Regions from separate parts of the Rattus norvegicus genome. Here region 2 is linked to region 1. A link is a contact called in public Hi-C data. All regions are on one chromosome and are shown on one strand. Each heading gives the region's core, a stretch centred on a gene start, on an enhancer-like site or on the middle of the called end of the contact. The rest is flanking DNA. Distances are from core to core; before and after follow the strand shown. Region 1 has its middle 80 kb from the start of Emp1. Region 2 has its middle 270 kb from the start of Emp1.

Region 1 (3,957 bases), core at 680-3,179:
TTCCACATATAAGTGCCTATGGGGATGGTTCTCGTTGAAACCACCACAAGGTGATAGCTAGTGTGGTTCTGAATGAAAGTGCGGGTTGTCTGCCAAGACCAGCCTCTGGTAGTGTAGGAAATCAGAGGTGGAAAAACAGATTCAGAACAAAACCCTGACCCACAGGATCAAGAACGGGCCTGGGCGCTCTGAGGCAGTGGGCGGCACCTTCCCTCTAAGTCAACAGAGCCAATAGAGTGATATACCACAGGATATATCTCAGGACAGAGTAAGGAATATTCAAATGGCCTCACTGCTCGAAAGTCTTCTGGGGCACAGAACTGTCTTGTCCCAGAATCCTAATGCGTATCTCATGGAGAGACACCCCCTCTGAGAGTCTAATCTGCCACTAAGTTACCAGAAGCAAGCAGGAGATGAGAACACCGGTCCCCTCTCCTGATTCTCATCCATCCGTCCATTTGCTCACTCTTTTAAATCATCTATCCATCCATTTATATAGTCTTTCATTCACATGTTAGTGGAGGCCAGAGACTGGCAGACTGTCTTCTCATACTGCTCCCTCCCTACCTTGTGTTTTGAAATGGTCTCTCATTGAATCTGGAGTTCTCTGGTACATCTAGCCTGGCCGGACAGCAAGTCCCTGTCTGTCTCCCTAGCACTGGGACTACAGGTGCATAGTAGCACATCTGGCTTTATATGTGACCACTGGGGATGTGAACTCGGGTCCTCCTCATGCTTGCAAAGCAAGCACTTTACCGACTGAACTGTAGTCCTTGTCCCCGTCATCCCAGTCCCCATTAGTAGCACCATTTTATTTAGCAACTACTATGCACTTGGCATGGAGTCTTTGCTACCAAGAGAGCAAGATAATTGTGATTTCTTTTTCTTCTCCCACAGGCAAGATTCTGTTATATATGACTCAGTTGTCAGGAATCTCCTCTACTGTCCTATCCTTTGATGGTCCATAGTTCCTTTGGACACTATGAGAAATGCAGACGCAGGGCCCAGATGTCACAGAGTCCACTACTACAAACTTTTAGACTTTCCATATCCACTTACCTACTTTCTGAAGCCTTGAATGAGAACAGGACACAACAACATACTTTCTCTATAGAATTGGGGACAGATATAACCAGCTTCACCTTAGACCTCTGGAGACTGACATATGAGCTGGTTCCAATGCTACCTCACACCAAGTGCCCACCCTGGGATATTTACTTAGAACATTCCTATATCCCATTTCTCTGCCTTCTGCCCCTCCCTCCCACCCCTGCCTCTGTGGGATTTTCATCAATCTTCTGTTCTCTTTACAGTATTTTCTGAATTATTATTATATGTGTTAATGGTGGCAGAACGCTGTACAATTATCCCCCAATTCATCAGGCTCCTTAACAGGCAAATGCCTTTTTCCCCCAATAAGTTTCACTGGCTGAGGCACCGATCTCGTCCTTGTTGCTACGGAAACCAGAACATTTCTCTGTTTTAATGGTATGTTGAAAGTACTGCGTGTGTACGTGTACACGTATGGTGCCTGCTGGCTTTCTCCACCCTTTCTGCCTTCCCTACCTCCATTGACCTGCCTGGCACTGTCCCGGTATCACATGCTTCCTAATGCCCCCCCCCATCCACAGCCCTGCTTGTCCCTTCGATGCCTCGCACCCTGCCTCCACCTCCCCCACCCTTCCATCTGGTGCTCTCAGCTGCTTGAAAAGAAACACCAGTTGGCTTTGCATGAAATTGAAGAGGGAGAGGGAAATAGAAGGTAATTGCAGAGACAAAAAGGCTTTGACCAGCCAGGTGTTTTCTGCTGGAAGGCCTGTGGCTTCAGCTGGCCACCTTCCTGGAGCAGGGACAACTCAGAGAGGGACAAGAGTAGAGAGTGGGGAGCTCAATGCAGGAGTAAAAGGACAAGGTCTCATATCTGGACAGCACCATCTGCTGCTACTGCTCTTGGGCACTAAGGAAGGCACCTCCCTCCAACTGTTTGTGTTTGGCTCGGAGTTAGGGGGACCATTGGTGGTGGAGAGGGCTCTGTTGAAACTTATTTGTTTATGCATTTATTCAACAAGCACTTCCTGAATGTTCAGTCCACGACAAGTGCTATTCTAAGCACCGAGGGGACACGGACACGGCCCCTGTCTTCAAGATGCATGACCTACTCCAAGTGTCACACAGCCTCTTACCCTCTCTGTGCTATCTTGGTGATTATAGTTTTAGAGACATATAGTCCATTATCATCATGGCAGGAAGCAAGTCACTGAAACAGTGGCTAAGAACTGTATCCTGATCTACAGGCAGTAGGCAGAGAGAAAGCCTGGAAACTTTAAAAGCCCACCACCTCTAGTGACACACTTTCTCCAACAAGGCCATACCTCCCAATTCTTCTAATCCTCCTCATATAGTGTCACTCTCTGATTCAAATATATATGCCTACAAGGAACATTCTTATTCAGACTATCACATTCTACTCTCTGGCTTCCATAGACTTACAGCTGTATCATAATGCAAAGCGTATTTAGTCAAGCTTCCGAAGTCCCCATAGTATTTCATAGTCCCAAATACAAAATCTCTTCTCAGACTCATGGCATTCTCTTAACTCTAACCCCCCTATAAAACAAAAAATAAAGAGCAGATCTCATACTTTCAACATTCCTTGGCACAGAATGCACATTACTATTCCAAAGGGGAGGAAATGAAGCACAATGAGTGTGCTGGGCAGTTTTATGTCAACTTGACACAAGCTAAAGTCACTTGAGAGGAGGAAACCTCAATTAAGAAAATGCCTCTATAAGATTGTGTTGCAGGCAGGTCCGTAAGAGTTTTTCTTTATTACTGATTGTGGGTAATGACATACCTAGGCTGGTGGTCACGGGTTCTATAAGAAAGCAGACTGAACAAGCCACAAGGACCAACCAGTAAGCAGCACCCATCCACAGTCTCTGCATCAGCTTCTGCCTCAAGGTTCCTGCCCAGCATGAGTTCCTGTCCTGACTTCCTTTGATGATGAACAGCTATATGGAAGTATAAGCCAAATAAACCCCTTTCTCCCCACATTGCTTTGGTCATAGTGTTTTGTCACAGCAATCAGAACCTTGACTACAAGAGTCAGAAAATACTGGACCAACAAAAGACAAAAACCATCAGGGCAAACACTAAACTTGCATCTCCATGTCTGATGTCAAAGCACTCATCCAGTCACCTACTCCTTTCAGCCTTGCTGACAGTGACACACTTCTTTTTCATGGGTTGATTCCAGGGACAGTAGCTCTCCTTGGCAGGTATCCCATGGCTCTGGCATCTCCAACATCTTGGGGTCTCAAGCAAAAACATGGCTCTACTTTCAAAGTTTCATGTAATGACCTCACCCTTTCTGATTTTCCATGCATAGCTACCCCTAATGCATGCCTGGCCTCAGTGGCTTTCCTTAGCCTGTGGGTCTATCCTTGATGCTAAAACCAGATCCATGTGGCTGAAGCTGCCATGTTCATCAGTGTTCTGTTGCCGAGTGTTTTCTTCACTCTTTAAGCTTTTCTTTAAATTCATTTTCACAAGTTGGCAACTTAACTAGATTGAGTCTTGCCCTGAGGTCACCTCTCCTTTTATTCCATTTAGTATTGAATAGTCTTTTCCTTATACTTTTTAACTCTTTGAGCACTGGATTTATCTCCATTAAATTTCCTGGTGCCCTTTTCTCCTCAAACTGTACATTTTGCATTTTTCTTTGTTCAACTTGGTCCTTTTCATTATAGATCTATGTAAGAGTGACCACTAATAATCACACAGCAGAGTCAATACTAGGCTGTCTTGAAATCTCCTCTGACAATGCCAAAGACACTTCAATCTGCCTTGAGCAGATTGTTTGTTTGGACAAGGGCAGAAAACAACACAGTCTTAAATTACCACAAGAATGGTCTCTAGGCCACCTAAAATTCTTCTCCTTTGAGAAGTGTGTCTCCT
Region 2 (3,957 bases), core at 826-3,325, 190 kb before region 1:
AGGGCTCTTGGATTGACAGCTTCTCTCAGCCACTAAGGCATTAGCACAATGATGATGGTGGTAATGATGATAATAAGCCATGGAAGGCCGATCACTCACAGGCTTCTTAAGTGCTTTGCCGACATTGCCTCATTCACTATCTCTTAATAGTTTTATAGAGAATATGTTATTCCTAGTTCCATTTTAAGTTAGGTAGCCCTGCAATCCCAGTTCTTTGGAGGCAAAGCAAGACAGGAAGCAACAGATAAAGCCTAGAATTCAGGGTCATCCTCTACTATGTAGTGAGTTTGGGGCTAGCCTGGGTTACCTAAGAACCTGTCTCAAATGGCCAAAGTAAGAAAACTCTCTCCATTCTACAGAAAAAGAAACTGAAGCATTAAGATTGAGTGCCCTGTGTGAGTCTTGGTCACATAGGCAGAGAGATGTCTGATCCAAAGCCACTTTTCGGAAAGCAGTATTTGGTAAAACCTGAGCTTAGAAGAGAACCCAGTATCTGAAGGTCGTGTGGAGGTCGTGTGGAGGTCATGTGGAGGTCGTGTGAAGATGAGCTGGCTGCTTTGCACTGATGAAGTCAGAAGGAAAGTTAAGTGAATCTCCGTGACTTCCAAGGTGAGCAATACCAGTTGGAACTAGAAACAGGAATGATGCCTTGGTGTGTACCTGACTGATCGAGAGGGCAAACTAGACTGTACAAGTTACTCTTTTGTCCTTCTGTTACAAGTTCCCTGAGTAGCCTCAGGTGGGACAATCATGTTGACCTTAATCTCCTCTTTGTTACATAGGGGACCAAAAAAAGATCTTAACTCTCTCCATGCAGCTGAAAGATGATAGGTTTCAGCTCATTGTAGAGACGTGCCTTCCTAGAGTCAGAGCTGCAGAAAGCTCTCTCTTTCTCTCTCTCTCTCTCTCTCTCTCTCTCTCTCTTTCTCTCTCTCTCTCTGCATTTATTTTTTTAATTGGATATTTTCTTTACTTACATTTCAAATATTATCCCCTTTCTCGATTTCCCCTGTGGAGTCCCCTTACCTCTTCCCCCTCCCCCTGCCTCTATGAGAGTGTTCCCCCACCCACCCACTCCCTCCCATCTCCTTGCCCTGGCATTCCCCTACACAGGGACATTGAGCCTTCACAGGGCCAAGGGCCTCTCCTCTCATTGATGCCTGACAAGGCCATCCCCTGCTACATATGTAGCTGGAGCCATGAGTCCCTCCATGTGTGCTCTTTGGTTGGTGGCTTAGGCTCTGGAAGTGCTGGGGGGGGGTCTGGTTGGTTGATATTGTTGTTCTTCCTATGGGGTTGAAAACAAATTCAGCCCCTTTAATCCTTTCTCTAACTCCTCCATTGGGGACCCCATGCTCAGTCCAATGGTTGGTTGAGAGCAGCCGACTCTGTATTTGTCAGACTCTGGCAGAGCCTCTCCGGAGACAGCTATATCAGGCTCCTGTCAGCATGCACTTCTTGGCATCCATAATACTGTCTGGGTTTGGTGACAGTATATGGGATGGATCCCCAGGTGGGGCTGTCTCTGCAGAGTTCTTTTCTTCTTCATATGAGTTTCATTCTAAACCCTAGAAGGCAGTCGTTACTAACCATAGAACCTGGTAGATGTGAGAGGGTGAGGAAAAGGAAGAAAGAAATCAAGAAGCTTCTTTTCCCTTTAACTTCTCCTTCTGGCAGCCAAATAACACATCTTGTCTCAGAGCGGCTTTCATGGCATATAATTTAGGGCCAGAAATAGATGACTGTTAGTAACACATATACAACACACACACACACACACACACACACACACACACACACACACACATTCCTCTCTCTATTCTGACATCCACAAAAATATTGCAGATCAAGAAGATAAGCTGTGTGAATTGTGACACACCTTTTCCTTTTCCCACAAGCTGCAGGGCTGTCTGTGTGCATCTGTCCTTTCTTCTTCCTCTTGTTTTCAATTACTTCTCCTCTCTGTTTTATATCTGTCTTTGCTCTCCTTATCTTCTTTGCCCCCACCCACACCCTGTGTCCTTACTGTGGCAACTCTATAAAGCTCATTTCTCCCTTCTAAAGCCTTCATTGAGGAGCATTCTTCCCCTTCCCAAAGGCAGGGTTGACCTTTATTAGTCTTCCCTAGGATTCTGAAGCTTAGAGGAGTAAGAGACACTACTGCATGGACAGAAAGACCTAGAAAATAAGAATCACAATAAAGCTATAATCAAGAAAGTCAGAACTAGTAAGTCTAGTGGCTCATGAGAGGATGCAGCATGAGGATTTCTGGGAGTTTGAGGCTAGCCTGCACTCCAAAGTGAACTTAAAGTCAACCAGAGCTCTGTAGTGCGTACTACATCAGCCTGGGCTTCACAATGGTCCTGTGTTTCAAAAAGGAAAAAGAAGACTGGTAATAAAATGTTTGTGTCACTGTTATTATCACAGAACCAAGAAGAGGATCTGACCTGTTGTGATAGTATAAGTATGATAGACAAATTGACAATTAAATGAAATTTACGTTTGTATCACATAAAATTGACCCCATGAACTCTTCAGTGCCTCATTTCAACTGAACCTCAAAACAATGAAAATAAGGCCAGAGAGGCATAAAGGACAGGGTTTATCCTCTCCTCTAAGATGCATAGCCATTGAGTGACAGATTCGGAATGTATTCCCACATATATCCAATCACCGTCTTCCTATTCATCATAATGACTTAGAGTGTTCTACTCCTATGCCCTTCTTCAGTCTTCTACAATTTTTTTACTGTATCTCCAATCTTAAAAAGGTGCCACAAATTGGGGACGGGTAAATGAGCATACCCTTAGTGGACGAATCACTGAGAGGGTGGGTGGACACATATCCCACCCATTCCCCCAAATTCAAATAGTGATCTAAATGAAATTTGACTCGAGATACATTGCATTATATCCTACCTTCTGGTCTGCTTATGGGCAACCCACACAGCAGCATGTTAGCCTCTACATCACGCTTCCAAATCTTTAATAAACCCTCTCTGGAAATTCCAGGCCATCTTAGTTCTGCCATACCCCATCTCTAACACTAGCTGATTCTCTCCCTTATAAACAGGCACTGCCTTATCCTTCTTCCTACCATATACTCAAGTTTCTTCCACAGCCAAGACTAGTTAATTTTCCTTATCTATTAATTAAAGGAGGAGAACTTAGTCTAACTACACATCTGCTATTTCAGGATATTCGATCACACTGTGAGCCATGAGATTATGTGGTTTACTGGAAAAACCCTGCTTCTAGTTATGGTATGTAGCTCACCCTTAGCACACAGCTTTAATCCCAAATAATGAAGGTAAAGTTATCTAGAATACAGACACTCCCTTAGCACACACCTTTAATCCCAAATAATGAAGGTAAAGTTAGTTTGTAGATAGAAGAACCAATGTCTGAAAGTGGTGTCTAATTGAGTGGCAGACAAATTGATGAATCAGAGAAAGATTTGACAGAATAGGATATGCCCAACTCTCATGAGAAGAGAGAGGAAAGGGAAGCTACTTAAGGGGCAGTGCAAAAAAAAAAAAAAAAAAAAAAAAGAAGAGAGGAAGTTTTACTTGAACCATTATAGAGAGACAGGTTGCAAAGAGAGATCAAGCTAAACACAGCTAAAGACAGAAGAAGCCGGAGAGTGAGAAAGAGCCAGAAGCTTATAACATTGCCAGAGTTTGTTTGAAGCCAAGAAGAGCAATTCGGTCAGAAGCCAAAAGAAGTAAGATTGAATCAGTCAGCTCGGAGAGGAGTTTGAGACAGAAGAGCTGAGTTGACGTCAGCCAGAGATCAGAAAGGACTAGGAAGGGGTGAACTTCTTCAGCAGCAAATCTTAGAAGCTGAAAACATTTTAGGTCTGGATAAGATTGTACAGAAGTGAGACGCTTTCAAGACTGGGCCTAGACTTAGCAAACAGAGGCAGTAAGCACTGGAGAAGACAGTTACATCAGATGAA

What was found. Hi-C and Micro-C count contacts between places; a contact is called where the count stands out from the background.
Region 2: a contact with region 1 is called in a Hi-C map of frontal cortex, with 2.2 times the contacts expected there. The contact joins two enhancer-like sites. A contact is called at or near these places in 2 of 12 Hi-C or Micro-C datasets (frontal cortex and prefrontal cortex).

The regions. Positions count from the first base shown.
Region 1 is chr4:170,021,798-170,025,754 of GRCr8, reverse strand. No RefSeq gene overlaps it. Among named protein-coding and RNA genes, the nearest start is that of Emp1, 80 kb to the right of the region's middle. Within about 2 kb of position 1,929, at least 11 of the 93 cell types and tissues checked have an H3K27ac peak or open chromatin away from gene starts, as enhancers often do.
Region 2 is chr4:170,216,114-170,220,070 of GRCr8, reverse strand. No RefSeq gene overlaps it. Among named protein-coding and RNA genes, the nearest start is that of Emp1, 270 kb to the right of the region's middle. Within about 2 kb of position 2,075, at least 2 of the 93 cell types and tissues checked have an H3K27ac peak or open chromatin away from gene starts, as enhancers often do.